2 separate regions of the Mus musculus genome follow, and region 2 is linked to region 1. A link is a contact called in public promoter capture Hi-C data. All regions are on one chromosome and are shown on one strand. Each heading gives the region's core, a stretch centred on a gene start, on an enhancer-like site or on the middle of the called end of the contact. The rest is flanking DNA. Distances are from core to core; before and after follow the strand shown.

Evidence for each region. Capture Hi-C pulls out chosen DNA fragments and counts their contacts.
Region 2: a promoter capture Hi-C map of pancreatic islet shows a contact between it and region 1. The contact joins two enhancer-like sites. A contact is called at or near these places in 2 of 9 other capture datasets (embryonic stem cells and pancreatic islet).

The regions. Positions count from the first base shown.
Region 1 is chr5:112,549,568-112,555,128 of GRCm38.p6, forward strand. The region is part of intron 1 of Sez6l (seizure related 6 homolog like); the gene reads right to left. Among named protein-coding and RNA genes, the nearest start is that of Sez6l, 25 kb to the right of the region's middle. Within about 2 kb of position 2,519, at least 60 of the 459 cell types and tissues checked have an H3K27ac peak or open chromatin away from gene starts, as enhancers often do. A contact at or near this core is called in pancreatic islet, where this site is marked.
Region 2 is chr5:112,922,381-112,927,941 of GRCm38.p6, forward strand. It overlaps Grk3 (G protein-coupled receptor kinase 3), which reads right to left. Exons shown (of 21, transcript NM_177078.4): 16 at 3,016-3,082; 17 at 1,569-1,664. Among named protein-coding and RNA genes, the nearest start is that of Myo18b, 29 kb to the left of the region's middle. Within about 2 kb of position 2,836, at least 6 of the 459 cell types and tissues checked have an H3K27ac peak or open chromatin away from gene starts, as enhancers often do. A contact at or near this core is called in pancreatic islet, where this site is marked.

The DNA.
Region 1 (5,561 bases), core at 1,269-3,768:
TCTGCTTCCCCAGGAGTGGGGTTTCCTGGGCTTCAGGATCAAGCCTTGATCTCATTCCTGGATCAAAGTCTCAGGCACAGTAACTGATTGGGGTTGCCTTTAGGCTGGTTTTCTCTGTGACTGTTCTGAAGGTGGCCTGAGCCGGGCTTCCAGGTCCCCACATCATTAGCTTCATGCTGTCAATGGCAGAAGGACCTTATCTCATAGATCTGTACAGAACTGATGATTCCTTAGGTCCCTGATCACCCCATCATCTCCCCAAGTTTCTTTGAGAAAACCCCAAGAACCCAGCAAGGCTGAGATTGTTAATGCCCCCTCCCTGTAGATCCCTGTATCTCTGCTCCCCACCCTCCTACCCGCCTTAGAAGAAGTCTCACTTCTTGACTAAAGTCACAGCCACTGAGAATGTCCAGCCCTATACCACACAACAGTGTTCCGGTCAGTGGCCAAGCTATGCCACGACGGTCCCACAGGGGAACGTGAGTGCTCATGTTTCATAGCAGGATTGTCTAGTGACACAGTTCTCAGCACACACCTGACCAGTGGAGGGACACAAGGTTGTTTGAGAATTATGCATCGGTTATGGTCACTTGACTATGTTCCAGCCCATGGAAAGCAAGTAGAAGTCAATGTTTTAAGATCTGATGGGAGAGGAAGTGCCCACATCCTCTCTACCCTTTTTTATGGACTGGAAGGTTCTAGAGTAACCGTCTTTGATAATGAAAAGAAGCCAGAAGCTAAGGAGGTAGGAGCCTGGTCCCTGATAGCTTGGAGCCGCCTTGCTGGGTCAGGACTGTCCACACTGGCACCGCAGAGCAACCCACCGCCACCTCAAGTACACTAGAGATCTATTGACCTTCCCATCAGGACAGTCAGCAGGACCATCACTATCTGTGAAGGAATTTTTGTTTTACCCCCTCCCTCCAAGAAGATTCTAGAAATGCGCAGGGAAAGGAACCGAGGGTTTGGGAACTCATGATTTCAGTCTGCCTGGAGAAACAGAATCCTGGAACATGTGAGAGTAAGATTCTGGAGTCAGAGCTGAGTCTCAGCTACACCACTGCCTACACGTGTGGCTTTGGGTGGAGATCTTGATTCGAGCACCCAAATTCCCATCATGCCCGCAGGAGGAGTCATGGGGGAAATCAAAGGTAAAGTTCTAGAACCCACTAGCAGGGTGGGGTCTGGCCACCTGTACATTTAAAAACGTCTGCAGCTCCTTGTAGAATCAAGAATGACTAAATTAAAAGACTTCAGTGGGAGGGCTTTCTATAAATCAGTTCCTCATTTACCTAGTATGCAAATCAGATGTGCCTGTCATGAATATTCATAGTCCCATCGCTGCGAGAAGTTGCTCTGACCCTGTAGTTCCTTCTTGTTATGATTTAAACGTTCCTTCAAAATTCAAACTCAAGGCCCAATGGGAGAGTACTGTGTGAAGTGGCGGGGTGGGGGGTGGGGGCTTGAGGGGTGATTGTAACCCTCCCTGGCCTTTTGGCTTCTTCAACAGTCAGAGCACTTGTCCCCTCCAGAGGACACAGCAGTAACATGACACCTTGGAAGGAGAAAGTCCTGTGGAAGCTCACAAGTTTGCCTCGCCAGTCCAGCGTGGGTGAGAAATTCATTTCTATGGTTTACAAACACCTCAGTCTCTGATACTTTGTTGCAGTGGTGGGTTCCTGCCTGCCAAATCTTGTATCTGTTTGTCTTGCCATCTCTTCCACCCACAAGCTTTAGAAGTTCGTGTCTACTCGAGGCCACCACAGGAATCCCCTGCTCAGTTGTTGTCCTTGGCCTCATCTTCCTGACACTGGACATGTACAGGATTCCCCCCCACCCCCCGCCCGAACACTTTCAGCTTTCTGTCCACTAGATTTTGGCTGCAGTCTTGAACAACTCTGCAGGCTGGTTTGATCATGAAGGATACCACCATTACCCACACTGAGCCCATTTCCCAGAAGAGAACAGTGAGGTGCACAGTGAACGGACCCACACGTGGTTCACTCCATCCTATCTCTAATACTGCACCTCGGAGGAGAGGCAGATTTATCTCTGCTCAGGATGTATCTGGGAGCCGGGAGCCAGGACCCAGCCAGTGACAGGAGCTACACCAGCCTGTCCCACTTTGCGGCAGCCCAGCTCTGAGCTGGGTCAAAGTGCTGTCATCCGATTGATCCCTTTCAGGAATCTACAGAGGGAGATGTAGCCATGGGTTGCCTGGGAATTCCATGCATACATACGAGGAAGAAACCCAGTGGTCTCATTTGCTCCATTCTCGGAACTGGCTCATTTTTAGATGGGGTCATAGCAGCTTCAAGGCTACCCCAAGGCTATGGTCACGTCTAAGTCACCAGGTCCACTGGAGACAGGAAACATCAAGGTGAAAATGCCTCCATTACTGAAGAAACCCTGTTCCATTTAGGAAAAAAATAAGTGTTTCTCTTTTATATTATGTAACTCCGGGAGGCAGTTGCTTAGCAACGGAGCCCAGTTGGCTGGGCCGGGAGTGGTTATTAACTCTTCCCACAGTCAGTTGACATTGGGTCTCCCTGGAAGGCCACCAACCACCCCATTTCCATAACAGAACACTCACGCCTTTCATTTGTCCCTATGCCAGCGCCAGCGAATGGTTCTGGTCACTTTGCCCCAGAACTGCAGATCTCTCTTTCTCGAGGGAGGAGGTACATGCAGCCCTCTGGAGAGAGTCTCCACCCGCTAGAGAACCATCAAGAACCCACTGGGCCGTGTTGATTGGAACAGAACAGCTGGCAAGCAGCCAAAGCCATGTGTACAGGTGATTGTGGGATAAACACCAGCGGAGACGAAAGAGCATTCACTATGTGTGGAGACCAAGGTTAAACAGTGAGGATTAACAGGGAACTGGGTAGCCTGTGCCCCTCCCCAGTGTCCCTCCCCCTGTTTCCGCCCACAGACCACCCACGTGACTCTCCCACGTAACCCGCCCACAACCCCACCCATGTGACCCTCCCATGGGCTCCTCCCACACCCCCATGGCCCCTCCCATGGAACCCTCCCATGTGCCCATTTACATTGGATGAATTGGAATGAAGGGATAGATGGCCCTGGGTGTGGTTGTGTGCACCTGTCAATCCGGCAGTCAGAAGGCCGAGGCAGGAGGATGGTGAAATTTGAGTTCAGCCTGGGTTACAGAGTGAGACCCTTTCTCAACAAAAGAAAACAAAACACGCAAGTGTAGAGGGGGGAAAAATCCAAAAACGGGATTCTGGTTGCTGCAGCGGCTTTGAGGGGAAAGCGGGTAGAGGTGCGTACCCACATGTCAGGCTATCTGTGGGCACCCTGATTCGTCACTCTGAGGCATGGTCTCACTAGGAAGCTCAGGCTGGCCTGGAGCTCACAGCCCTCCCCTTAAGCTTTAGTGTTGGAATGACGCCATGCAGCGCGCATGCGTGAGATGCGCATGCGTAGTTCAGCGCTGCATGGCTAAGGATTGACTTTCTCCACCCAGGCCTGAGAAGAGCTCCTCAGACTCTCGGGTCTCCCTCTCTATACTCAATGGCAGCCTGATCAGGCCAATGTTCCTGCAGTGACGAGAACATACTTTCACATATTGTATCCGTGAACAGGTCTGTTAACTTCGGCCTGCCTCCTCCCCATGTCTGCACAGCTTCACACAAGTTCAAGCCATGGCTTCCCCCACCCCCACCTCGTCGAGATGTAGAAGATGCTTCTCGTTTGCATCTCTCCACCAAGCAGTTGAAATGAATCTCCAAAACTGAGCTGAGACCCACTCTGTGTGGCGTCTGTCAGAGCTTCTTTCTTTGCTGGGCTTAGGTCGTTTCTTTTTTTGCAAGGCCCCGCGTGAGCCTGCTTCTCCCCGCTCAATTATGAATGCACTTGCCCTCACCTACAAGTTCCAGCCCTGCCGGCCTCAGCTCTCACACCACCAGCAGCATCAGCTCACAGTTTTCACAGGCCCTTTGCACTCATGGCTTCTGCTGCCCCTCCCTCATCCTGGAGATCAAAGTTTAGGGTCATCACCCCCAACCCCCAGCAGCCCCATCTCAGTACCCATTAGCATCTGGAAACACACACACACACACCATACACACATACAAATACATTATACATACACCACACACACATACACTACACACATACCACACATACATGCACATTACATAAACATTACACATACACCACACACACATCACACATACCCTACACGCACATCACATATACTACACACATATCACACACATACATCACACATACAACACACATACCACACACATACATCACACATACACAAACATATCACACATACACACACATACTACACAATATACTACACACACACATCACACATACACCATGCACACACACTACACAGTACACTATATACACACATCACATATACACCATACACACACAAACACATACACCACACAACACACAAATACATTACACACAAACACATCACAATACACCATACACACTATACACACACACACTTAAAAAGAAATCTTTTAAAAATTAAAAGGCGTAGCTATAATAGCAAAGACTGGCTGGAATTTCCTGGTGCCTGTGTACCCTGAATACAAGGCACTGCTTGCCAAGGTTAGATACAATTAAATCTTCATCATAAGTCAATGAGGTACCCATGACTCCTCCCTTGTCTCAGTGACAAAACTTAAGTCCAAAGAGGAGGATCATGGAGAAGCTAAGGTCCCACAGGCTTGACCTTGGCAAAGCTGAAATTTGAACTCAGCTCCATCTGACTCTCTAAACAAGACAAAGCTGCTGGTGTTCCCTGCAGAGTTAGGCACCATCATTCTCCCAGGCCTCTTCCTGCACTGTAGCAGGGCAGCCTCTCTCATGGGTAGCAGGGGAGTGTGTAGCAGAGAGCCCAAGGGACACCGGTCAACTCATCTTAGAAAAAACCAGGCAGAGTCTGCCCGTCTGAACAACAAGCTCTGAGGGGACAAAGGATAAGCAGAAATAACTTCGGCTCCCTGAGTCACTCCTGACCGTGCCTGGGTGGCTTGGGGACATGTGGGGACTCTATGCAGCACACACCTGCCCCATCTCTTTATGTCCGACACCAACCGCTTTTTAAATGTGTCAGCGAGGGGAGCTGTTTCCAAAAGGCTCTGGAGGCTGAGGGGACTTAGGCTGGGTTAAAATAAGACCAGGCAAGCCTCTCCCACTTTTTTTTGGGAGCTTAGGATGCGATGAACTGTCTTCCGTGTCTCCCACAAAAATCCCTTCACGTGGGTGCCGTTAGGGGTGGGGATTGGTTTCTTTTTAAATACAAGGTCTTCTTATGTAGACGAGGCTGGTTCCAGGCTGATCTCCAACTCGCAATCTTCCTTTCTCAGCCTCCTGAGATGTATCACCGTGACCTGTGGGACCCAGTACTGTCACCTTCCTCTGAGGTGGGGACTGAGCTATGGCTGCCCAAGCTGCACAGCTTATGATTGGTGAACTAGGATACATATTGAGGAAGGTCCAGGCGGAGAGTGCGAGCTCTTACCCAGTGGGTTTGACGTTCTCGACCCACCAACACCCTTGCCAGAGTC
Region 2 (5,561 bases), core at 1,586-4,085, 370 kb after region 1:
CTGTTTTAAATCATTAAGTACGGAGGAGTTCTTTCCAGCTCCCTCCCTGACCATGGCCCTGTCGTCCCCACTTCATGCTGGCCACAGAGGCTGTCACCCCTCACCTCTCTGCCCCCAACCACAATGCTCTTTCCAAAGCCACAATATAGAAGATCCTAGCTGGTTAAGCCCCGACTGTATGCCTGGGGGTTTAACCACCATCTATAACACAGGTCGGGAGATGGAGGCTCACACTCATCAACTGCGAAGCATCATCTTGGAGCCCAGTCTTGCCCCTAGCGCCTTTGACAGGCAGCCTTGCGTCTAATGGGAAAAATGTTTGGGTGCATCTGGAAGTGGACTGACCTTACGGCAGCACCACTATGTGCGTGCGGTACCTGTACACCCAGGCACCAGGTGTGAGGTGCTCAGAGGAGCCTGCTGCCCTCCAACCGCCCCAGGTCACTGATCCAAACCTCATAAAAGTGGATCTGAGTCGGTCACCAATGTTGCTGTGGGCTCTTTGCCCAACACAGGCTCCATACTGGGGATCACACTGTAACACCCCATGGCCTCCTGGGGTCAGCCTCCTCGCTAGGAGCCTCTGGCTCTGCCCAGTTGTCCCTGTGCACAGCTGCTTCCATCTCACATCTGCTTCTGTCCCCTGCCTCATTTCCCTCCAGCCGGTGCCTTCACCCTGCCCCCACACTCCTAATCTGGGAGACCCTGAGACAGCAGCCTGTTAGACTCCACCATGGCGCCTGCTGTTCTCTCTCTAGGTACCAGGTGTGAGTTTGACACTCAGAACCATGGCCTGCTGCTGGAGGGGACGCTTTCAGATGGAAAAGTGACTGTGCTCGTGGGGATACACTCAAGGAGCAAAGAAGAGCCCCACCCGGGGATAAGCCACCAGAGTCAGGGGCAGATGACAGGCTGGTTGGCAGGCAGGCAGGCGGTGACCTGCTGACTTGGGATTTTTGAAGATGGTAATTTTCCCTCATGACTCACTCCCCATGAGTATGTCTTGTCTCCACTTGGAAAACTAGAGTCACGCACCAGTGTCTGGTGAATGTAGGGGATGATGCTAAGCCCACAGTCAATTCGCCCTTGATTGACAAGGGCAAAGATTCCTGCCGTCTGCATAGTCTCTCCTGACACAGGGAGACCCTAGATGTGGAAGCACGAAAGCCACACATTCTTCTGCTCTCTCACTTTGAAGTTGGATTTCAACTGCAAATGCCACATGCCAGTCATAGTGACAGGAGTGCCCCCTCTGCCGCTCAGCAGTATAAAATGATTGGAACGGAGGAAGCTGCCAAGGCTTTGCTGGTAAAACTAAAGCCATCGCTAAGTTTAATGGTTTCTCTTCTCCTTAAGCCAGGAAGGATGGGTGGACTGTTATCCCAGCATTGGGAAGGCTGAGGAGAACCTAGGGTCCAAGGCCCACTAGGCTACAGAGTGAGTTCAGAGGCCGGGGATGTAGCTCCATCCTACTAGAGCGCTTGCCGAGCAGGTGTGAGGGCTCGTCCCTAGCCAACTCTACACACAGCCATTCTTAGCAGAAACCCCATACTCAGGAGAGTGTGTACCTTAATGCCTTTGGTGTCTTCCTCATCGAAGGAGCCGATATCGAAGGCATCTGCAGCGTTGACCTCTCCCCGAGGAGGGATTAGGGGTGGCGGGTACTACAAGATCCAACAAGTAGGTAAGGCCCAGTTATCAGCTGACCTGTATACCCCAAGACAGCAGTCTATAAAAAGAACACAGCCCGCCCTTCAGAAAGCGCATGCGCAGAAAGCACATGCCCAAAATGCGCATGCCCACCCAGAGCTCCACACTGCCAGCCCTCATCAGTGCTGGCTGTCCGGGTGATTGGAGCATGGTAGGGTAGGCAGCCAGACACCTCTCCCTGTAGAAACAGCTATTACTCTGCAGCAGGCTTCACACAGAAACACACTTTTAAAAATTCAACCATTCCAGAGGTCCTGAGTTCAAGTCCAAGCAACCATATGGTGGCTCACAACCATCTGTAATGGGATCCGATGCCCCCTTCTGGTGTGTCTGAAGACAGTGACATTGTACTCATATAAATACAATCAATAATTAAAAAAAAATCAACCAGGGTGTTCCCTGTACCAAAGAGAATACAATAAAGCTTAAAACAAGGGAAGGAGGGAGGGGGTGTGGCTCCAAGGGAAAGGATGTGCTTCCTGGGTTACAGCTCCAGCATTAAAAAAAAAAAAAAAGAAGAAGAAGAAAAGAAGAAGAAGAAGAAGAAGAAGAAGAAGAAGAAGAAGAAGAAGAAGAAGAAAGAAAGAAAGAAAAAAATAAATGAAACCAAAACAAACAAACAAAAAACGCAACCCATAAAATGAAAAGTTTTAAAAATTAGGAAGGGGTAGTATGGAGTCACAAAACATCCATGTTCAAGTCAGATGTTCCTTGCATGTGTCTGAGTCTACACACATCTCAGTTAGCCGGAGAACTGCTATGCTGTGTCTTCTATTTATTTGTTGAGAGGAGATCGCCAAAATTTTTATATGGTCACCCTTCAGCCCCTGCAGAGGACCTGTCCAGGCCATGGCTTGCCTACAAGGTCCACTGGCAAGCAGCAAGGATTTGCACGGAGCCTGCACACACCCTCTGTAGACATTAATCTCTGGGTGAATGTGTAAATGCCCTTCGGATAGTGCTCAGTCAGTGCCGTTGTGACACTGATGACTGGGGCGGAGTTCGCGTGTGCTCAGCACATTTGTGATTTTTTTTCCCCCTGAATATTTTCCATCTGTAGCTGGCTGAACCACAGATGCACAACTAAGGTACATGTGGTCTGTATGAAGAAAATGAGGAAGAGGAAGAGGAGCCTTCCCGTGGGAGTCCCCTACCCCCTATGGCTGTCCCCTGTGCGGCGATAAGTCCAGGCAGAACATGTGGACATGGCAGGATTGGTGTGGGTGGGGACTCTGGAGGGACAGGGTCAGGAAGCCAGCAGCAGAGAGACACAGAGAGTGGGGCTCAGAGGGTCTGGAGGGATACCTTCCGTAAGTACACATGCTGCCAGTCAATGCCCTTGAAGAAGATGTGCTCCTTCAACTCTCGTGCCCTGGGGAAGAGGAGAGAGAGTGAGTCCTGAGGACAGGTGCTGTGCCAAACTGCCTCCCCATAAGAACTACAGGAATGTTCCATCTCATTCAGAAACCAAGAGCAAGCTGGAAAATGGCTCAGGAGGGAAAGTGCTTACAGTGTCAGCATGGGAACCTGATCAGGATCCCTGGCTCCGGTGTAAATGTCACACTGGCATGGTAGCAAGAGGCAGAGACCGGGGATGCCCCAGGGCATGCAGCTAGCTAGACCCAATCAGGAAGCTTTGGGTTCTAGGGAGAGACCTGCCTCAGTATACAAGGTATAGATCCATCAAAGAAGACACTCATCAATCTTGGGTACACACACACATGCACGCGCACACACACAGTCACATGCACATGTACACACACACAAAGTCACCTGTACATGTACACATACACAGAGAGAGAGTCACATGTATATGTACATACACACACAGAGAGTCACATGCACATTTACACAGGAAGATAGAGAATTGCATGCACATGTACACATACACATATGCACAGTGTGTGTTTGCATGTATGTGTGTTCATGTGCATGAAACTGTGTGTGTGAGTGCAGGTGTGTGTATTTGCACGTGTGTGTGTGTGTACACATGCATGGAACTTTGTGTGTATGTGTGTATATGTGCATGCAACAGTGTGTGTATGAATGTATGTACTTGAGCATGTGTGTGTACATGTGCATGTGTATATATGTACATGTGCATTGAACTCTGTGTGTGGGAGTGTGTATTTGCCCATGTGTGTGTACATGTGCATGTGTATGTATGTACATGTGCATGGAACTCTGTGTGTGTGTGTGTGTGTGTGGGTGTGTGTGTGTGTGTACATGTGCATGCAACTGTGTGTGTGCGCGGTCCTTCAGAAACCATAGACGGCACTGCAGTGATCAACACTGGGCCTGGGAAGATGTCCCATTTGTCCAGATGTATACTGCAGCTTAAGACACCCTGGAAGTTCCCACAGATACACACATGTACATCTGTACTGTGTAGTTGCATGCAACAGCATAGTTTGAAGAAGAGTGATGAAAGAGGATCATGTTAAAGGCTCTCCACAAATGTCAATCAGCCATGATGGACAGAATTACAGAAAAAGGGTGGGACCATGAAGCCTCTGGCACTGACTTAGATGGAAACTCCACAGTACATGTACCCCCATGGTTGAATAAACAAACTCCTTAAAGGTCAGGGTCAAGGCTGAGGTCACACAGCAGCGGTCACATGCTGAGTCCAGGTCCCCCTGCACCAGCAATGGCTGCTCTGGGCTGGTCTTTAGCAGTGCCCTGAACCAGGCACCCAGCCTCAGATCTGTGTCTGTTTCCCTTACAGCTCCTCCCAGACCTGAGTCATTAACAAGAGCTCGGAGCCAAGTCCTGAGCTGATGAAGGATCCTAGGCAAGGCTGGTACCCATGTCCTCAGCAGCAACATTTGAGGGGCCTTGTCTGGGTCCTGCCTGCACCCTCTGCTGTCTATACAGCAGGCTGAACGTGTGACAGGCAAACCAGCAAGGTTGTTGGAGTATAGACTGACTTCTTCACTGCCATGATGTCACAGGAAATGCTGGGTGAAGCACAGAGACACATGCCCATCAGAGAGGCAAGCAAGAGGGGCTGTGCAGAGGTAGATGGGAGTGACAGAGGAATCTGCAATGCCAGCAGGTAGCAGAGCAACTGCCCTGGGATGGATGCAGCGTGTACTGACCTCCAGACGTGTGTGTGTACACATGTGTGCATGTGTATGCATGCATGTCCATGTGTATGTGTGAGCATGTATGCATGCGTGTCTGCATGTGTGTGTCTGCATGTGTGTGTCTGCATATGTGTGTATGCATGTGTGTATATGCATGTGTTTGTGCATGTGTGTATATGCATGTGTGTGTGCATGTGTGTATGCATGTGTATGTGTACACATCAGGGCTGGAATTCTTCAGGGAGACACCCCACACACACACACACACATACACATGCATGTACACTCACCCTCACACCAAACCTTGTCCCCACCCCTGAATTCTCAAGTCCCCACAACTAGCTGTGTATTCAAATAGGAGGGAAAGCCCTAGAAGGTTTGACATTTAAGAAACCAATATTGCCAAAAAAAACTTAAAAAAAAATCAATAGATGAGTTAGGGATCTAAATGCTCAGAGAGTAAAACAAAGAATCAAAGGGAAGAGACAGCTGACACAGGCGATCAGGAGCACGGAGGACAAAGGAACATTCTGCCAATCATAATCGGAATGGTGGCGGGTGGAGGGAGATGGCACGACTTGTCTCCTGAGCTGAGGAAGGCATCCAGAGCAGCGTTGACAGCATAAAGCCACATCCTCCAGCTTCAGATGCCTCTGCATAACTGCAACATTAGGCTGGATTGAGGGGGAGGGTTCACCCCTTAGCCCCTCTCTAAGGAGTGGCTACTTGGGAACACATTGCAGCTAAAAGATAGGGCCCAGG